Linked DNA regions of Triticum aestivum: region 2 is linked to region 1. The links are chromatin contacts, called in public Hi-C maps. All regions are on one chromosome and are shown on one strand. The core of a region is the stretch at or near the end of the contact, and the rest is flanking DNA. Distances in the headings are between cores, read along the strand shown. Region 1 holds the start of LOC123162588 (polyadenylate-binding protein-interacting protein 8). Region 2 holds the start of LOC123156484 (phosphoenolpyruvate carboxylase 1).

Region 1 (6,281 bases), core at 1,623-4,122:
CAGGCAAAATTGCAGTCTTAGATGGCAGAACTCTGACAGGATAAAAACCAAGAATGGTTCCACCAAGCGTTAGAGCTGCTCTTGCACCGACTGCAGAAAAAGCAGAAATTCATCCAGGATTGCTTCTTACAACATAAGAGTTATGAAATAGCAATTTATATGTTGAAGATACTACCATCATCGGCGAACTCGATAAAAGCAAAACGCATCACTGAGTTTGGATCACCACAGATACGGCAATCTACCACCTACAAGTGCAAAAGATGGTTATAACATTACTAAGCTTCAACAATGACATAAACAAGCAAGTATCCAATATTGCCTATATATAGCAACTACTTAAAGTAGGGGCATATCCAGGAATTTCAGGATGGGGGTGTATTTATGCACAGCTATTTACACCACAACGCTTTAAACTCGGTGTATAGGGATATAACGCCTGTTTCATAGAAGATACTAATTCCCATCAATTGATGACTATGACAATTTTCAGGATGGGGGTGTATTTATGCACAACTATTTACGCCACATCGCTTTAAACTCGGTGTATAGGGATATAACACCTGTTTATAGGGATATAACGCCTGTTTCTAGAAGATACTAATTCCCATCAATTGATGATTATGACAATTAGGATAGGACGTTCCAGAATGACTGAAACCAAATATCTGATACATCAGTAACACTTGAGCAGGTTATGTCTATACGGGAGCTAAAGAAAAACAGAAAACGCAGGAGATCCTGGTAACAGCGGACGTGGACTCAAATAATTTAAGTACCAAAAGCTGGTGCAAGCACCTGACCAAAGGGATGTGCATCAAAAATTGGTGCAACATAAGATTATCTCTCTGTCAATACTCCAAAGGCTGCTGGCACTTAATATTAGAAACTTTATCGGTTGGGTTATTTAAATGAGGATTGTTTGGCTTTGGTCAATTTAGTTGGATTTCTGAGATGAATGAACAAATGGCGCCCCGCCTTTATTGGCAGCAGGTACAAGTGTGGCACAAATATGCTGGTTTGTAACTGATAACTTATAACAAACTAACAGGGATAACTAAACTATACTAATAGATAAGTGCAAGAACAACGGTTAGGTCATATTCCTATTGGGTTGGGACAAGTTATCTCTTATGCCAAGGATCAAAGAGGATTGGCGGAATAACTAAATAATTAATTAGAAAATAACAGAATTGTACATATGTAAAACGAGTCAAACTCCGGAGTGGCACCCAGGTGAATTACCCTTACATTTATTTATGTCATATGTGTGCAACTGTAGTCATAGTACAAACCCATACTTGCTGTGTGCCACAAAGTACAAACAAAAATGCGTTCCAACATACTCGACTCAAGATATCAAACATATATGAACTCATCCTAGATTACTTGTCAAGATGATGCATTCGACTTACAGCAGTTCTGTCATGCAATATTTTAAGCCATTAAAAACAGATCGCTTATTTTATTCAAGATATAAAAAAGGATATTCGGACAAACAAGCATCATATGCTATCACAAATAATATTTTTAATAGTAAGGAGTCTAAGAGCATACTTGACCACAGTTTGAGAAAACCTCAGCAAGCTTCTGTTCAGTGACCTGCAAATCGATGGGGCGTTCAGGGGTCAGTCAATTAAGTACAAAAAGAAGAAAAAACTGAAAGAAGAAACTAATACAAGCAGCTCATTCTCTTTAATATTCTCACATGTTGATCAATGTCTGAGACATAGACAGTTCGCCGTACACTATCCTCCCTATCAGTTCGCCTTGGCCGAACTCCCATCCTACGTCTCCCCTGGTTGAAGCCATTCCTTCTCTGTAACCACAGACCAATGCAGCTGGTCAATATAACCGAGAAAGAAGTGCTGCCCCCTAAAACCCAAATATGGTGAAATGTAGAATTAGCATTGACAAACAAATTCATGTGAAAAAACTAACAACAACTGAAAAGCAAACGGATATGAAGTCAACCACACGAATCCAGTAAAACGGATAAGAGTTGAGAAGAAATCGATCGATCTATGAGAAAAATCCGTTCACCAAAGTAACGTTCGCGACATCCACAATTGGTGGTGCTAATATCAAAACCCAACTGCACCTAAAACCCTAGAAAAGAGATCAACCTCCGAGCCGATCGCGTGAGAGAGAGATCAAAAAACCCAAACCCATCAACATCACCATAAACCTCAAATCTGATCGACTGATCTGGCCACAAGGCGTCGCCACTCCAAAGCGCCACGCGAAACAAATCGAAAAACCGAGCCCGAATCGGCAATTCGGCTCGCGCTTACCCGTCGATTCGGCTGGCCGTTGGCGGATCCGTCGCTGCTGGAGTCTCTACCCGCTCCGCCCCCGCCACCGACCACCTGCAGCACGTGCATCTGCTGATGCTGGAACGGGTGGTGGGGCGCATAGTAGTCGATCGCGGGCGAGACGAAGACGGGCGCGTCGGCCGACAGGCGGCGTGCGCCGTCCCCCTGGCGGCGGGAGAGCGGCACGAACTCCTCCGCGGAGGGGTTCAGCTTCTTGAACAGCTCCTCCAGCTTCCTCACGTCACTCTTGTACTCCCTGACCTCGTCCTCCCTGGCCTTGGCCGCCGCCGCCCCGCCCGCGGCCGCCGCATCGGCCCTCTCCGCGCCGGCCCCGGCCGCCGCCGGCACGGCGTCGGCGCGGATCGGGCCCTCGGCCGCCACGGCAACCATTTCCGCCCGGCGACGAATCTCACCGCCGATCGCGCCCCCGGCACTAGCGGCCCGTGAATTGGCGAGAAAATCGAATCGAGGACTAAGGAATTCGGCGTGGGGTTGGGTTTTTATTATTTATTGGGGCTGCGGGGAGGGAGGAATGGAAGGGAAAAAGCGTGGAGGAGGCGAGCGAGATCGCTTTCGGGGAGGTTGGCTATAAATAGGTGCCCAAGCCCACTCTTTTCTCTACTGCGACTAATATCCTTTTCCTTTTCGTTTCCGTGCGCTACAAAGTCCTTTCTTGGGGGAAAATAAATCGCTGTGGGGCCTATTCGCCTTTGTTTCTGTCCATTACGCTCCTGTCATCGTGTTTATCCGTTTATTTGTTCATCTATTCTTTGCGCTGCAAAAAGACTTTCTTGAAGAGAAATTATCATTTTGGGTGGAAGCTTTTTAAAGAGAGATTGAGTTGTATGGGTGTGTAGAATGGCGGGTCATCGGGGTGAGCGGGCGGGATCTTCTGAGCTTGTGGCCATGTTTGTGGAGTCAGCGTGCACGCGTAGAAACACCAAGCAAGATGGCTGGCAACTCTCGCGTTGGGCTTACTGATTATTATGCGGTGCGCATTAAACTGATGGGAGTTTTGAACGATAGGTATTGGGACAAAAGGATAGAGTGTAGAGGTTGGTGAGACCATGTCATCTGGCAGATCTGGTTGAGGGTTAGGTGGTCGTATGTTACTGCTCATGATAAGAGTAAAACGAGTATTCTCTGTGTCCTAAGATAATTGTCCCAACCTTCAATGTTAGTATAACCTTTTGCTAAACTTAGTATAAAATGAGACATTTATTTTGAGACGAAGGAAGTATGATTTTCTTCTTATTGTCTGATGTTAAGCGCGCAATAGAATGACCATGTGTTGTGTTAATGTGTTGGGTGTTTACATATTTTAGATACTTGTATAGTAGTCATTATTTATTTTAGCTGAAACTGTAGAAATTCTTTTTTCACGTACATTTTTAACAAATTTAGCGGTGTATATGTCATTGTACAATGGCTCCCCTGATAAATGTAATTATACATCAATTTAGCTATAGCTCGTTATAAATTTAGGAGTGTATATGTTAGTATACACTGGCTCCCTATATAAATGTAATTATACATCAATATACAGGGTAATGCATGCAATCTTTGGTGTGTATTTTTGTGTCGAAGTTAAGAACAAAATTAGACTGCTACCCAGACGTCACTGCTGCCCGATATATGCACGACGTGCTAATCCAGCCGCTGGTGTCCTTCTCAATGATGTGCATGTGCGGCTGGATTTAAATATCGTCCATGAATCGTGCGTAGTGTGTCGTGTGTGTAGCACCGCTGTATGACGAAGGAAGGTGACGCTAGTCCTATACTATCCTATATACCTAAATAGTTGATCCCTGTGTCAATTTTCTCAACATGCTCACATGCAACTCACCATATGTGCCACCTCATCATCCCACTAGCTGTTTCTCTTGATATCCATGAAAACTATTATTAATAGTCTCTCTCAACATGCACACATCCCAACTTAAATCATTCTAATTATATTTCTCTCAACATACATATGGAATAAATATATTCTATATATATTTACAACTATATAATAATCAAATGCAATATATATATATAGTATAATAATCAACATACATATAGGATGCATTTTCCATATATATATATATATATATATATATATATATATATATTTTATTTAAATTATTGCAAGCAATCCCCGCATCAACGCATGGGGTATCTTCTAGAACTACCTATTTTCACGGTCATGTAGTAAGTGAAAACACAGGTTTACACCCAGAGGGGGGTGAATGGGGCATTTTTAGAAATTCGTCAAACTCTGATGAATTTGATGAAAATCAGAGTGAAAAGATATAAACGCGAGGGAACTAAGTCATCACAGAAATAGAAAGTGCGCATACAAGATACATACATGTGAAGAACATGCAATCATACATGCATACATGCATGAGGAAGATGAACTGAAGAAATGAAAGCATCGTGATGAAAGTCTTCAGTTTAAATTCTTCAGAAAGTAGATCGCAAATTCTTCAGTACAAAAGGTAAGGGTGAGGAATTTGAAACCAGGTTGGCTCGATGAAGACACGCGATTTGGTAGACCAGTTCCAGTTGTTGTATCAACTATACGTCTGGTTGACGCGGTTGAGATGAACTCAGAGGACACTTAGTCCTCACTGTATTCCTCTTGAGCAAAGGTCACTTAGACCTCACCCAATCACTCATGGTAAGTCTTCAAGGCAGACTTTCATGACCTTCACAAACTTGTTCACCGACACACCACAATGACTTTTGGGTGCTCAGAACTTGACGCCTAACCGTCTGGAGGAATGACAATCTTCAAAGGTAATAGGCGTCGGATCACACAGATCAATCTCTTCAGTGATACTCAATCACTTTGTCTCTGGTTGGGTTTTTCCTCACTCGGATTCTCTCAAAGTCGTCAGATGATGGGTTGCTCTTAAATGACAAGTGTCAAGTTCTCTCTATAGCAGCCAACCAACAGTGGTTGTGGGGGGTGAACTATTTATAGCCAGGGGCAATCCAACATAAAATGTCATAAATGCCCTTGTCAGACATGACCGTTGTCATGATAAGGATCCACTCGATAGCTGGCACGCGGCACATCAACAATTGTAAATTGAACTCTCAATTTTGTCGGGGCACTCAATTTCCTCACGATAAGCAGATCGCACTAGAGAAATCATAACTCCTCAGTGTGACCAAATTCGTCAGCGACCAGATGAACTTCGTCAGTGTCGCTAGCAAAATCGTCAGTTGTTCCAGAGATTTCCAAAGGCTTCACTCGAAGCGGCTTGTGTATGTATAAGTTTGAGCATCACTTTGGAAATGCGAAATATGTTTCAGCTAGACCCCCTTTAACCGTACGTATTTTCCTATGACGGCTACCTCTTGAGCTTGTGTTATTTTTTCCCTTGAAGAGGAAAGGGTGATGCAGCAAAGTAGAGTAAGTATTTCCCTCAGTTTGAGAACCAAGGTATCAATCCAGTAGGAGACAATGCACATGTTACCGAATACCGGCACAAACAATCAAACAAACTTCCACCCAATGCGATAAAGGGGTTGTCAATCCCTTCACGGTTACTTGCAAAAGTGAGATCTGATAGAGATAGATAAACGGTAAAGTAAATAATTTTTATATTTTTGGTTTATAGATCGAAAAGTAAAAGATTGCAAAATAGTAGATCGGAAATTTATATGATGGAAAAGAGAACTTATATGATGGAAAAGAGACCAGGGGGCCATAGGTTTCACTAGTGGCTTCTCTCAAGATAACAAATAATACGGTGGGTGAACAAATTACTGCCAAGCAATTGATAGAAGCGCGCATAATTATGACGATATCTAAGGCAATGATCATGAACATAGGCATCACATCCGTGTCAAGTAGACCGAAATAATTCTGCATCTACTACTATTACTCCACACATCAACCGCTATCCAGCATGCATCTAGAGTATTAGGTTCATAAAGAATGGAGTAACCCATTAAGTAAGATGACATGAT
Region 2 (6,281 bases), core at 1,336-3,835, 220 kb before region 1:
AGAAGAGATAAAAAACAAATAAATGAATGAAAAGTAGTGAAACCTATAAAGAAACAAAGAAAAGAAAAAACAATGAAAACCAAGAAAGAAACGACAAACCAAAGGGAAAAAGGAAAATGAGTAAGAAAAAAAAATGATAAAAAAAGAAAGAAAATGATAAAAAATGGAAGAAATAATGAGTAACCAAATAAGAAACGAAATAAAAAACCCAAAACGGAGAACAAATAAGGAAACCGAACAAAAAAAAACCCGGAGAAAACTAAAAAATGGAGGAAAAAGAAAGAAATCAAAAAAACAATAAAAATAGAGAAAGTAACGATGAAAAACTGGTGAAAAGAAAAACAAAAACAATATGGCAAACCAATTTGATAACCGGCTCTTTTCCTTTTAGTAGGCCGCGCTCTACTTATTAAGCACGAACTTGATGTTAGCTCAGTGGCAACAGTACAACGAAGCATTGAGAAGATCGCAAGATTGATCCCTTGCGCTACCCCTTTTTTTACTCTATTTCTTGCAAAAATATTCGTGAGTGGGTCGGCCCATTATTGTACACGCTTAACGCAAGAGATCCTTTTGTCTCGCATCAAGTGAGATATATTCGCCGCACACGTGACCTCGTATGTGACACGTTCTACATCATATAGACGCACGACACACATGGGCTTCCCCCGACTGTGCCGGTCCAGTGGAGCAGCGAGTGCTGAGCAGACTATACCGAGCCGATTATTGTAGCGGCTCGACTACCATGTCGTCTATTTTTCCCACTTGGTGCACTACGGCGAGTCGGTTCATTCTAGCGGTCGATGTGACGTACCAGACTATTTTTTGGCATTTTTTTGTTTTAAGCATTTCCAAAAAATGTGAACATTGTTTTTTAAATTGTCGATTTTTTTGTAAAACACAATTTTTTTATTTCGTACCATTTTGACATTCTGAATTTCCTTTTTGGAAACACGGGCAATTTTTTGTAAATTCAAGAACATTGTTTGTATCTATAGATAAATTTTGAAAACAGGAATATTTTTTAATATGCAAACATTAAAAAAAACTTTTGAATATGCAAATAAAATTTTAAAATGTGAACATTTTTAGAATTTTCAAAAAAATTGTTAAATGTATTTTTAATCCCCTTTTTTTAAACACAAACAGTTTCTTAATATGTGATTTTTTTTTGCAAATGAAAACATTTTTTTAAAATATTGAATATATTTTTAAAAGGAAAAAGGAAACCGGAAAAACCCAAAAGAAAACATAGAAAACTAGTAAAGAAAATGAAAAGGAAGAAAAAGCCAGGAAACTTCTATAAGATTTCCAAAACCGATTAGGAGCCTTTTAGAAGGTCCCCAAAACTAGTCGCACGTACAATGCAGCTTAGTGGGATGGCCCGCCTATCACTCCATTAGTCGATTGAAGTGTGTGTAGCCTCAACTGATTGCCGTAGAATGCGACAAACATGAAATCGTGCCAGCCATCACACTACCATGGAATTGATCCACCATGTTCCTTTTTCCTCTTATGACGTATGGGCTCTTCTCTATTACACAACCCCCCCCCCCCCCCCCCCCCCCCCCCCCCTCAGGCCTTGGCTCTAAGTTGTCGCCCTCCCCGTCTAGGCGGAAGCCAACCCTAATTGGGACCACCTGGAGGCAGAGGACGATGAGGAGCTCGCCATTTATCCCTCCCTCCTCAGCACCGTTAGGGCAGCCGAGCGCCATCCCCGACATCCTAGCGTTGGTGGAGCGACGGCTCGTCCAGGCCGTCGCTTCCAGCACTCCAGTGTGTCCCACTTGATTGGCGTCTAGTTCATCCACCATGTCTGTGTTGTCCTTGTTCAAGGACGAACAAGTGGTCCACATCATCCTCCAGCAGTCGTTAATCATAGAAGATTCCGTCGCCTACCGCCAAAAGAACGGGGAGGCGCTCCGAAAAGGTATAAGGGTTTCCCAATGAGAAGGCATAAACGTCGCCAGACCAAAGCCATCAACATTCACCTCCGCATCGGATGCCTGCAAGATGCATGGAAACGGGGAAGGGCAAATGAAGTTTGTCGTTGAAGGGGAGGTTCATTTGGAACAACTCTTTATTGTTCGTGTACATGTTCGGACATGAGACACGTGGGGAGGAAATTAAACAGTTGCCCTCAGAGAGGCCCTAAACCCATATCATCCTACCAAATAATGCGGTTTTGACGGCTCGTGATTTAGATGTTTGTTACGAAAAAATGAACTAGAGTTGCCAATTTGTGCCAAAAAAATAATTGCAATAGATAGAAAAATAATAATAAAACTTCAGATACAACATAGACATTGATAAAATTTAGTTTGCTGCCCTTTTGGTTTTGATTAGTTATAAGACTTTAGACACAACCATGACATTGATAAAATTTAGTTTGTTGTTCTTTCAGATTTTGGTTATTTTATAAGGAGATTTTGATTCTCCTTTTAAGGAGATTTTAATTAGTTTTTGGGCGCCCGTGCATCCGCTTTAAGCTGCCTTTCCAACCGCCAAGGGCCGTACTTTTCCCGTGCACACACTCAGCAGTCACATACGCCGTCCGGCGCCTATTAGACGCCCACGACAGGCCACTGCCCCATCATCCCATCCACACTCGCAGCCATACACACAACACACTGTCCGTCCGTCCGACCGACGGAGAGCGAAGGCACACACCGCTTCCTCCTCCTTTGCTCGGCGCGGCGCTTCCCGCGAACAAGGATATGTCGTCATCCTCAGCGGCTCCCATGGAGCGGCACCACTCCATCGACGCGCAGCTCCGCCTCCTCGCCCCCGGCAAGGTCTCCGAGGACGACAAGCTCGTCGAGTACGACGCCCTCCTCGTCGACCGCTTCCTCGACATCCTCCAGGACCTCCACGGCCCGCACCTCCGCGAGTTCGTACGTACTATTAATCCGTACTTTCCATTTTCCCTCCCCTGCCGCGCATGAAAGGAGCCTGACCTCGCCGGCCGGCCGTCGCTGCAGGTGCAGGACTGCTACGAGGTGGCGGCGGAGTACGAGGGCGACCGCGACGCGGCCCGGCTGGACGAGCTCGGGGGCAGGCTCACGGGGCTGGCCCCCGCCGACTCCATCGTCATGGCCAGCTCCTTCTCCCACATGCTCAACCTGGCCAACCTCGCCGAGGAGGTGCAGATCGCGAACCGCCGCAGGAACAAGCTCAAGCGCGGCGACTTCGCCGACGAGGCCTCCGCCACCACCGAGTCCGACATCGAGGAGACGCTCAAGAGGCTGGTGTCTGACCTGGGCAAGACCCGGGAGGAGGTGTTCGACGCGCTCAAGAACCAGACCGTCGACCTCGTCTTCACCGCCCACCCCACGCAGTCCATCCGGCGGTCACTCCTCCAGAAGCACGGCAGGTTGATTTCTTTCAAATTACTCCATTGAGCCAGGCAGCCATGAAATGATTCGGGTTCTGCTAGCACAGTAATTTCTGTTGCATTTCGAAGCTTATTAACAGAGTAATGGAGCTTCTGTGCGCGCAGGATACGGAATTGCCTGAGGCAGCTGTATGCCAAGGACATCACGGCCGACGACAAGCAAGAGCTCGATGAGGCTCTTCAGAGAGAGGTATACGTGTTGCACAATCACAGCTCCAACTAGCTATGTGCGTGCATGAGAATTTTTCTTTATGAACATAAGATGTTTGGGGAGAAGTTATTTGGGAAATGTTGTGTAGTAGCAGTAGTAGTAGCAGCAGCAGCAACAGCAATTTTGCAACGATAATCATAAGCAGCGAACGTTCGCTGGACTGGATGGCAATTGCGAGCATTTTTATGGCTAGTTTAGTTGTTGTGAGGATCACAAGTTTAGTTCGCGAGAGCGACAATTTTTTGGCGACAACATAATTGCAGCGGAGTTGCCATGCGCGCCAACTAAAATTGCCACACTCGCTAACACAAATTTTCTAAACAAACATTTGCAAATGCTATCACTCCCAGCAAACGTTTGCTGGCTATTGGGGTAGTTTTGCAATTGTTGTTCAACTCTATCATAATTTCGGATCCACTAAACCAGGTGAGGGGAGCAGTAACATTTAATCGCTATGCTATTTCAAGCATGTCCATAATGTTTTTTTCACGAATACACAAAGGTTGAGTTTTTTTTCATTGATAGAAGAAGAGTGACAACAAATGATTACAGACGCTCACTTAGCCATATGCGCTAGAGGCATGGTAGCGGGCGTTGGAGCATACAGAAAGGGGGTTGCTCAGCCCCAAAACACTGAAAATCTAACTCCCGGGTATGATGTTTTTAATCCCGATGGCGCCGGCCTTAGCCTAAAGGCGCGTCTCGTCTTTGATGGTTGCGGAGAGATGAGATACCAATGGTCGGTCACCCTTGAAGATGCAACCGTTGCGGTGTTCCGTATCCATCAAGCGGCGAGGATGATGAGAGTTATTGTCTGAGGCGGCGAACCATGCCGCTGTTGTCGATTTGAGTTATGTGGTGTGAGTGAATATACTAACAAGGTGACATGTTAGACTTGTCCCTCTTCCTCAGTGGTCTCTTGCCACATATAGTATCCTCATCTTGGTCTTTGGGTTCAATCATACGTTGACGGAATGATAAAATTAAATGTATGGACGCCTAGTGTCATCTGAGAAGGACAGAAATTGCTGAGTATATACACTTTACAATATATTAGTAGAGTTCGAGTTCATCTTCACTTTGGTTTTGCACTAAACAAAGAGCATATGCCTTTGCATGAACCGCCAAGGGTATGTGGAATATTATACTGGCTGTTTGTATGAAGTGTCGTGATTGACTTCACTAGATCCATGTATTTGACGAATTAAGGATTCTTTGGTTTTGCTATAGGAATGAAATGTCATAGTTGTGTGCCACTTTAATAAAAAAAAGTATTTTCCTGGCAGCATGTCCTGGAAAGAAATGTCATAGGTAATTGAGTAATCTGCTGGGTTAGCCTAGGATTCAACCGGTTATTTCCATATTATTATAATTTACGTTTTCACTTTTCAGTAGATGTCAATAAATTCGTTGTGTTTCAATAAGTTCAGTAGACATCAATATTGAATTCATGCTCCAACCAATTCATCCAAAAGTCCGAACTAATGAATAGAGCCGGACAATATATTTCAACACCCCTCCCTCATGTTTAGGCTTTTTTGGTCCTTAGACATGGGACGATATAGAATGCAGAATCTTTTTTACTTTAATATTGCGTTTGCAGGGTCTTGAACTCAAGACCTCTTAGCTCTGATACTATATTGAATTCCATGCTTCAGTCAACTCGTCCAAAAGCCCGAACTAATGGAGAGAGATGGACAATATATTTCAACAGTCAAAATATTTACCTTTTGGTCAAAATATTCCAACCATTTCAGTAGTACACAATAATACAAATAATTTTCAAAATACTATACAATATTTCAAAATTTTGGTTGAATTTCAGTGAACATTTGGTCCTTGGCCGTTGGCCACAATGCAAATGAAATCACTTAAGTTCAATGAATTTTGTCTATTTGGTTGTGGTTGAAATATTTCCAAAATCAGAATTCAAGACAACTTTGTATACTTGTAATACAAATATTGGATTGTCTTAATTTTGAATTTATCTATTGCAAACCTCTAATGAGATAACTATCATAGGGCTCCGACGTTAATTGACTTGTCAATTCCTTACATGCAAAAATAAAGGAATGCCGCTCAATCCTTAGGAGTTTAGACAAACCAGTTTGGTTTAGTAGGATCCTCAACACTACAGGAAAATATGGCTGTGTTGCATAATAACCTTCGAGATTTAGAATGATGCTTCAGAAAAATATTTGCTTTAATAGGGTTTAAACTTTTGGTTAAAAAAACCGGCCCTCACGAAAATATCCATTTTCAGAAATTACTTTAGGATTATTGTGAACAACTTTCATTGAATTTAGATGAAGCCAAACAAATTTACATTTCATCTAACTTTCATGTAAATCTAATAATTTAATCTTATTTGAGATGAAAAATATTTGGTACCTACCGAAATTTCAAATATTATCGAGTTTTGAGCACCTATAGGCTATAGCTATGCATAAATAGGACCAAATCAGTTACTTTGCATTGGAGGTATAGTTATTTGTTCACAAAAAATTGTCACACTACATGACCATTTGAAAAAGAAAAATCATTGCCACCACTACATTAGTTTAATCCTTGTGGGAAATTAAGTAATATGTTTCTGGCAAAAAACACATCGATTAAAAACAACTTGATTAAATAGTGAAAAAGTGTGTCAAGGTTCTTGCTAAAATTATTACATTG

Evidence for each region. Hi-C and Micro-C count contacts between places; a contact is called where the count stands out from the background.
Region 2: a contact with region 1 is called in a Hi-C map of leaf, with 6 times the contacts expected there. The contact joins the promoter of LOC123156484 here to the promoter of LOC123162588 in region 1. A contact is called at or near these places in 3 of 5 Hi-C or Micro-C datasets (all in leaf).

What each region holds. Positions count from the first base shown.
Region 1 is chr7B:447,898,990-447,905,270 of IWGSC CS RefSeq v2.1, reverse strand. It overlaps LOC123162588 (polyadenylate-binding protein-interacting protein 8), which reads right to left and starts at 2,872. Exons shown (of 10, transcript XM_044580360.1): 1 at 2,295-2,872; 2 at 1,709-1,819; 3 at 1,558-1,602; 4 at 176-248; 5 at 1-90. The coding sequence starts at 2,705.
Region 2 is chr7B:448,122,688-448,128,968 of IWGSC CS RefSeq v2.1, reverse strand. It overlaps LOC123156484 (phosphoenolpyruvate carboxylase 1), which reads left to right and starts at 2,585. Exons shown (of 10, transcript XM_044574611.1): 1 at 2,585-2,894; 2 at 2,982-3,373; 3 at 3,500-3,584. The coding sequence starts at 2,718.